2 separate regions of the Gossypium arboreum genome follow, and region 1 is linked to region 2. Evidence: chromatin contacts called from public Hi-C data. All regions are on one chromosome and are shown on one strand. Each heading gives the region's core, a stretch centred on a gene start, on an enhancer-like site or on the middle of the called end of the contact. The rest is flanking DNA. Distances are from core to core; before and after follow the strand shown. Region 1 holds the start of LOC108457077 (phosphoethanolamine N-methyltransferase 1-like). Region 2 holds the start of LOC108454119.

Evidence for each region. A called contact is a pair of places that touch in the nucleus more often than the background predicts.
Region 1: a Hi-C map of leaf shows a contact between it and region 2, with 3 times the contacts expected there. The contact joins the promoter of LOC108457077 here to the promoter of LOC108454119 in region 2. A contact is called at or near these places in 2 of 5 Hi-C or Micro-C datasets (both in leaf).

The regions. Positions count from the first base shown.
Region 1 is chr3:67,647,953-67,652,448 of ASM2569848v2, reverse strand. LOC108457077 (phosphoethanolamine N-methyltransferase 1-like) reads left to right here and starts at 2,340. Exons shown (of 12, transcript XM_017755899.2): 1 at 2,340-2,686; 2 at 2,875-2,999; 3 at 3,301-3,438; 4 at 3,517-3,654; 5 at 3,840-3,983; 6 at 4,107-4,217; 7 at 4,311-4,452. The coding sequence starts at 2,674.
Region 2 is chr3:67,046,233-67,050,874 of ASM2569848v2, reverse strand. It overlaps LOC108454119, which reads right to left and starts at 1,542. Exons shown (of 10, transcript XM_017752444.2): 1 at 1,169-1,542; 2 at 1,025-1,094; 3 at 804-871; 4 at 580-641; 5 at 390-471; 6 at 60-293. The coding sequence starts at 1,219.

The sequences.
Region 1 (4,496 bases), core at 1,091-3,590, 600 kb before region 2:
TTAATTGGGAGAGGAAAAGCCAAAAAGTACAAGGCATAACTCCACATGGTGTAAGCATGAATCATCAACCTTGTCAAATAGAATGTCAGTTATTAAAACGATATCTTTGAGCGCAATGGCCACTTCCTCGTAAGGAAAATGAAATGTAAAAGTTTCTGCCATCTATATTTCCCTCAAGGTGGCAACCAAATCCAGAATGACATTCAATTTTGCCATCATAGATGCAACATATAAACTAGAATCCTTAAGGTGTTATCAAATATGATGATTGAGCTCCATAAACTATAAATTGTAATTGATTCGAAGAACTAGGTCCAGTAAAAATTAAAGAAAATCACAAAAATAAATAAATTTTTCATAAATATATTAAAATTTTATATCATAAAAAAAAACCCAATTAAAAGTTACCCAGTCAATTATTGAACAATTGAGGAGACAATAGGTTGCCATGTATGGAAAGCAATCATTTGTTTCTTTAAACCAGAAAATTGGTGTGTGTGTTCCAAATTTCATTTCAAAAATAAACCTTACTGGCAAACAAGTTTCCAAGGATTAATAACACATTCACGCGGAAATTCGAACCCATTTAAAAGAAACTTTTGATAAATATATAGAGGTTGGACGTGGGGTCTATTTCATGTTATTTTCATTCGCAACACCTGTCCCAAAGCTTAACCATTTGTTCACTTGGAAATTGGAATTCATGTGATATTTGAGAGGATTATATTTAAAATTTAAACTCAAAATAAAAATTGTGGTGCATATTTAAAGTAGACTCAGCATTCAGCACAATAATTCTTTTTAATTGATTATCCCCTATTTTAATATTACTAAGAGAAATAAATCTTTTTCTATGTTTTTAATTTAAATTTATAACACAACAATTTATTAAAAATACAATCTCTTTTATTTATTTAAAACAAACTTTATTTATATAGGTATATTTATGTTGGTCTAATTTATAAGCTTAAAATTTTGTTTAAATAGCATAAATTTGTAAATAATTAATACAAATTCGTTTTAAATATATTTATATATTTTAATTTTTATAAAAATATAATATTTTAATTTAATATTTAATATTTAATATTTAATATAATTTTTATCAAAAATATTAAATATAAAAGCTTAACATATATTTTTTAATATTTACAGTACAATATCGTCATATATTATTATAAATTAATTTCATGTAGTACATAAATATATGAAAATTTAGAAAGAGATTCATCAATACGGGTGTAAAACTATGCAAAATTAAAGTTATTCAAACGTGTTTGTGTATATATATATTGTTTAAACACATAGTTTGAAACTAATATTTTCATCCAAACTCTACCCTTATCGAATGAAATTTTGGACAGATGACACTATTAAGCTATTTTACTGCTTGATTTGTCGTCACACTTTGACCATTTGTGGAGTTAAAATTTATTTGGTATTTGAGAGAATTTGATTGAGTTAGAAAAATAAAATTTTAATCACATTGTATTCATGTAATGTATCATATGATTGAAAAAATAAACATGTTAAATTAAAAATTTTGATGAAACTACCAACAACAATAATAATTAGATTAGAATTTTTAAATTGAAAATAAAAAAATTAAAATTTTAACTTTTAAACTAAAATCTCAATTTTATACAAATTTAAGTACTAAGAGCACATTTTAACCCAAATTAAAAGTAAAATGAGCTTTTTAAGCATAATAAATTCTTTTATACCATCTCTAAACTAATTATAGGCTTTAGCTAATGAAGTCTTGGTTCAATTGGCAAAGGCGAAGCCCTTGAGCTTTGATTATTCTAGTTTGAGACTAATCATTTGCAATTATATGCATGAATCTCGAAGTTCCACTATGTGCAACTATCATGAGTTTAATTTAATTTGTTAACTATGCCAATTCTTAATATGATTGTAAAGTAATAGTTTAATTTTATTTTGTGATTGACAAAATATCTTACATATATTTTTATAATATTTATACCACTTAAAAAAACTATAAAATTTAAATCTTAAAACGAGATATTAGGAGCTTAAGCTTTTTTAACAAAAAAATGATATTAATAAAATTTTGAACACTATGGAGATAATAAGTTTTTTAAGAAAAAATTGATTGAGTCAGTTTACATTTGTGGCAATGGATTCAGTGTTAGTAATATATATATATTAAGCAAAATTAATACAGTTGAATGTAAATAAATTTGGATTCGGTTATACAAATCAGTATTTTTACGATTTTCTGATATTGATTTGATTTGATTTGTTTTGTCGTCTACCTAAACAGGCCTTAGATTTGTTAACATAATGCATTGATCCGACCCGACCCAAATTATAATCAGGTCTAGCATTTCCCCAGCCCTTACTCTATAAAAGGCGAGATGAAGCATTCTCAGTTTCCCGCACCAGAAGCAGTAGAAATTGGCAATTGCTGTGTGTGAGAGAGAGAGTGAGAGTAATAGTAGTATCAATAATTTGGCTTAGGTTGCATCTCTGTGTCTGATGCAACAGAGAGGAAGGACTAACAACCGTAGATCAAGGTCTTTCTCCAGATCTCGGCTTGCTGTCGAAGGATTTTAGTTCCCCTTTTCACTCCCCATTAAAAAATAAAAAAAATATCTTAAAAAAAAATCAATTCCTCTCAGAGCTCACTAGAGATCTTCTCTGTTAACCATGGCGGCTAACGGTGAGATCTCCACCTTCATATTGATCATTTCTTGCGTTGTTTTTTTCAACTTAGAACCAAAGGACAATTGGAATGGATTGACATTGTTTAATCAACATTTGCGAACCCACACATGGATCTCTCATCGACCTTTAACTAATATTTAAGAAGAAAATTTAAAATTTGATTGTTCTGTAAATTATATATAGGATTTGTAGGAGATGAACGCAAAGTTCAAAAGAATTACTGGATTGAACACTCGGTTGATCTTACGGTGGAGGCTATGATGCTCGACTCCAAAGCCGCTGATATTGACAAAGAAGAACGTCCCGAAGTAATATTTCCTTTCTTCCTTCCTTTTTGTTTTCTGCATTGTTTATTTTTTTCTTCATTAAGTTAATTTAACAAGTTCATTTTTAACTATATTTACAGTTTTAAATTTATTTCCTTTTTGGCTTTCATATTTAAGTAAAAATTGTTTATCTATTAATATCTTCAGTTGTTATCATGAAACCATAGTTTAATGAGCATTTATGCTTATTATTGCCTTTTAATTGTTGCTGCTGTTCTTTTGTACTTAATTTTAAACTTCAGTTGTTATTTAGATTCCTAAATTTCATTGTTGATATTTGCAGGTGCTCTCCTTACTCCCACCGTATGAAGGGAAAACCATTTTGGAACTAGGAGCTGGCATTGGTCGATTTACTGGTGACTTAGCTAAGAAGGCTGGTCATGTTATAGCATTAGACTTCATTGAGAATGTTATAAAGAAGGTCATTGAAACTCAACCTGACAGAAAATTTTTAGTTTGCTAATTAATAAGGGACTTGACTGGATTTCATTAATTGCAGAATGAAACCATCAATGGGCATTATAAGAACGTCAAATTCCTCTGTGCGGATGTCACTTCCCCTGATTTGGCTTTTACAGAAGGATCATTGGACTTGATTTTCTCAAACTGGCTGTTGATGTATCTCTCAGATAAAGAGGTGATTTTTGTTGCTTCTTCTTCAATAACATGGAAAAAAAAAAAAAAGAGAGTTCTTAGGGGCAAATTAGCTATTGATTTCAATTTTTTTTTACTTGCTGAATTCGGCTACCCCATTTTTGGCTTTCAAATTTCTAATAAAGCATATTTTTGAGTATATCTGTCTGAAAGTATTATTAAATGCAGGTTGAGAATTTGGCCGAAAGGATGCTCAAGTGGTTGAAGGTTGGTGGGCATATTTTCTTCAGGGAGTCTTGCTTTCATCAATCTGGTGATTGCAAGAGAAAGAACAACCCAACTCACTATCGCGAGCCCAGATTTTACACTAAGGTTTTACTTGAACTTATCTTTGATTAGATGTCATGTGACCTGAGGACTGAAATATGTATGAAACAAAGTGATCTAATCTTTCTTTCATATTCAAACATACGTTTTTCATGTATTATAACACAGGTCTTTAAAGAATGCCAAGCAACTGATGATTCTGGAAATTCATTTGAACTTTCTCTTGTTGGCTGCAAGTGCATTGGAGCTTATGTTAAGAACAAAAAGAATCAGAATCAGGCAACAGAAAATGATCTCATTGATTAGTATATATATTTTGTTGTTGAATTTTAAATTTACTGACAAGGTGCAACATATTGTTTGCATATTCAGATTTGCTGGATCTTCCAAAAAGTTGTTTCAGATAATGATAAGGGATTCCAGCGCTTCTTGGATTCTGTTCAGTACAAATCTAATAGCATTCTCCGTTATGAGCGTGTCTTTGGACCAGGATATGTGAGCACAGGAGGAATTGGTATCCTTCTTCAACGAAATGTTTTTATTTGTTCTACATCTTTT
Region 2 (4,642 bases), core at 293-2,792:
CTAGGGAAGCAAAGCAACCAGATGCATAACTGGTGACACTGGGAAATCATGATGCTCACCTCACCAAAATAGTTTGGATGGCGAGAGTATTTCCATACTCCAACATTGCACCACTTTCCTCTGTTTTCAGGGGAATTTTTGAAAGAAAGCTTTTGCTGGTCAGCTGCAGCTTCAAAAGAGATACCCACTGACCACATAATCCACCCTATGATGTCTTCAGCCCGAACCGATGGATCTCTATCACTAGCATTAACCACGGTTACAGGTAAAGACACGGTCCAGACCCAGACAGCCTGCAATGCATGTAAAGATTGTGGTGCAGTAAAGTTTATTAGATGTCACACTGATAAACAGCAAAGAAATGGGTGTGATCAGACAGATAAGAAGACCTGAAATATCCAGAAAACTGCTAATTTCCCCAAATTACTGCGCATCTCATCAAAACGTCGATCCTCGCCCCATTGCAAAATTCTGAACGCATTTCACATGATATTGGTAATCTTTCAATTAAATCATCAAATATATATAAACAAAAAAAGAAAAGGAAAAAATAGTTAATAAAATTTCATACTATTATACCTCATCAATAGAAAAATTGCCAAGCGTAGCCCCCATATTACTACAAGCGAAGTCAATACTACCTGGAAAGCAGAGTTGCAAAATCAGTACATACAAACAGGAGGTGCAAGAACAGTATAAATGAGCTTTAAGAACCATCTAAAATGAGTCAACACCTAACAGATGAAGAACAGTTTAAACCAGTGAAGTTTGAAGCAAACTTTTACGCAGTCAATCCAAATTACCTGACGAAAATGCCATGATCCTTTAATTATCAGAGTCAACACAGCAATTATAACAAAATTCGTGCTTCCTGAGCAAAAGAAAACAAAGACGATATCATTTAGAAACCAATGAATTCACATTTGAAGAATTGTATGAATTGTTATATGGGTCTTTACCTTTCCTATGCTCTAATAAAAGTTTAAAAGAACAATTAAAGAAGCTAAATTTATGGATGAGGTACCTGCAAAGTCAGTGACTTTATCGAACTTGAGAAGAGCAGTGATTATAAAGAAAAATATTTGATATCCCAACTGCACAAGCAAAACCCAAAATAAATCAAACATCAATTATTTTGGAGGGAGAGAGGGAGAAAATAAAAACATACAGTTACAATGGCAGTTAGAGCTAAGAAATGGGAATCTAAAACAGTTGCCATTTTGTTTGATCGGAAATCCTGTTTGCTTATTCTGCTTCCAATTTGTTTTGCTTCTGATTAAAGCATAGGCTTAAGAAAGGGGTGTGGTAACGGGCGATGGAGGAAGATCAAACAAAAATAATTAAAATAATAAATTTAAGAATAACAAATAAATATTCAACCATAAATAAATAAACCATTATTTGATCCCATTGAGAAATGCTTCTTAAATTAAATGAATTCCCACAACCCGTTAAACAAAAGTAATATTGCACAAAAAAAATAATGAAGAGAAATTTATATAGGCTAATTAATTACATCCAAATAAGAACTAAATTTAAACTAAATTTAATAAAATTTAATTAATATATAATAAAATTAAGTTTTAAATCGATTTCAATATAATTTAAATTCAATTAAAATTTGAAACTTATCATTTTCCTTAATAATTTTGTCTAAAAATTTTGATTCGTATCATTTTACTAAAATTATTATAACTTAAGATCTCAACTCGAAATTAAGTGATTTAAAATATATTTTAAAATTAAAAATAAACCTTTAAATGCTATGAAAAGATATTAATTCAGAAATAATTAGATCTCAACCAAGTCGAATGATTTTTAAATTTAAAAATTAATAGCCTTCATAAATAAAATTTAATATTTTCACTCCATGTATCAAAATTGATTTGCTTTTGTAGAAGGTTTATAGCCGTACTGTACGGGTGGCTATGAATGAAGTTAGTCGTGGACGGTTTATTGCCGTACGGTGCGAGTGGCTATTATTTGAACAGCAATTCTAAGTGCTTATGGATATGAAATGTACGTATACCGTTCAAAACTTGGGTTGCGTGCTTGCTTCAATTTCTTACACCCTCCTTTTTAACTCCAAACCTGTTTCCAAAGCTAAAAATTTATAATTACTCCTAAATTCCATTTCCAACCCCAAATATTATATGTCCAAACTCTCATGTTACTTTCCAGCGAGGTTGAAACTCAGGGCGAAGCCAGAAAAGAATTTTAGGAGTTGAAGAAAATTTTAATTTTTTATAGTTTATATATTTATAATTTTTAAAGTATTAAATTAAATTTTTATAATTTTAGGGAGATCAAAGTATAATTTTATTTTTACTAATTTAAAATTTTAAAAAAATCTAAAAGGCCTAAATGAAAATTTTTCATTTTAGGGGGGCCGGGGCCCATGCCTGCCCCCTGATTTCGCCCCTGTTGAAACCTTTCTGAAATTAAATTATAATTTTTATAATAGTAAAATATAATTTTATTATTTTAATAGTTTATATTTTTATAATTTTAAATAATTAATTAAATTTTTATTATTTATAAAGGATGAACATGTAATTTTATATTTTAAAATTTTAAAATTTTTACAATACTTAAATAAAAATTTTCTATTTTTAGAGTTGAGACCCAGCCCTTAACTACACCTCAGCCCACATGCTATTGTTAACTTTCCATTTGCTAAAAGTCATTTTTTTCTTAGAATAAATTACATTATTAGTTAGTAAATTATAATTATGTTTTAGTCGCTAACAAAAAATAAAATAAAATTTGAATATTTAATTATTTAAAAATTTTATTTAAATTATATTTGGAAAAAAATTGATGTAGATAATACTTAATAGAAAAAATCATATAACATTAATTTTAACAATTCGATTACTTAAATAAAAATTTTTAAATAGATTAATAACTAAAACAAAAATTATTTATAATTTAATGACTAATGATATAATTTACTCTTTTATTAACTTTTAAGTTACATTTAACTAATTATATGATAATTTCAATTAGAATGAATTATTAAATACAGATTGAGGATGCCTCCACCATGCCTTCTGTGCGTTGGCATCTAAAGGGTTTTTATCCCAATTTTCAAAACAAACGCAGTGGACTTGGGGCTAAAAATAGAATTCCACAAAAGGGTATTGAATAAATAATTTAACTTAAACCAATTAATCAGAATAAATTTAGGAGAATTTACACATAAATTAAATAAGAGGAAACACACAAATTAATCGAAAGGGGTAGGCGGTGCACACCCCTTCCAGGATCCCTGTGTGCTGCTTATCGCATCACAAATGGGTTTATTACTATTTTTTATTAGGTTAAATTATATGTATTATTTAATTTATAAATTAATTCATATAATTTTATTGCCCAATAATTTATTTTTATTCCTAAAATATTAATTAATTAATTAATTAATTAAATTAATTTCTTTAATTAAATTATTTTTTCAACCAAATTCTAATTCAGTTCGAGTCATGAAAACTTTAGTACACTAGAATCTATAAGAAAACAAATTTAATTATTTATTCAATAAAACTGCTATTACTAATTAATTTAATTTTCATATTGAACTCCAATTATTTAATTATAAATAATTAAAAGTTGTGAAGAAATTATGCTATAGATTAGAAGTACAAGGCCTCTAATGAAATAATACGAAACTCAGTTTTGATTTGATACTAAATATCCAAAAATATAAGCATTTTGGATATAAGGACTAAAATGAATAAAATGCAAAGTATATTTAATTGATGTGTTTATCATATGATTGAGTGAAAACTAATACTATTTTTATGACTGATTTATCGTACATAGCTAAAAACGATGTCGGGCCATCTCAAGACAAAGGAAAGATGAAGGCCGTAAGTGAGTAGCTATTGTTGAAAAAAATTCGATTCAAAAACGATTTTCTTGCACAGTAAAAAGTTAAAATTTTAAAAATCGAGCCGATTTGTGATATTCATAATAATAAATTTTCTTGAAATTGCACTTGTGTTTTTGGCTAGACGAATTCTTGCCATTCCTGGATTTCAACTGAACGGCTTTCTCCGCTATTCTCGTACCACAATCTCATGAAAGCAAAATAAATTCAAAAAAATGACTAAGTTAATAAAATTAAGTTCATTTTAACAAGTCCAAGAGCATCAAAAGAATAAGTCAAACTAGATAAATAATGTCAAAATAAATCAAATAACCACATAAAACTCCCTCTATCTTTTTGGATGTAAGAGCCATGAATATTTTTCTCATCAAGCTTTTTGCAATACAAAAACAATATAAAAATTTAAAATTCAATCAAAGTGCATGGAAAAATTTAACATAAAGTCAAGGCAAGGTGGTCAAACCTAGTTCTCTCCTAAGTGTCCAAAATCTCTCATTATCTAAAGGTTTAGTAAAAATGCCAGTTAATTGGTTCAAAGTGTCTACATATTCTAGAACTATGATATCTAATGAAATGATGCCTTATTTCAATGTGTTTTGTAATACCCCTACCCGTATTTATTGCCGGAATAGGGTACGAGGCATTACCGGAGTTTACGAATTAATTTTTTTCAATTCAACATATTTTCATGATAGATTCATGCATTTATATAAGATAACGTCATCACATATCTATAACTGTGTTTGTTAACCA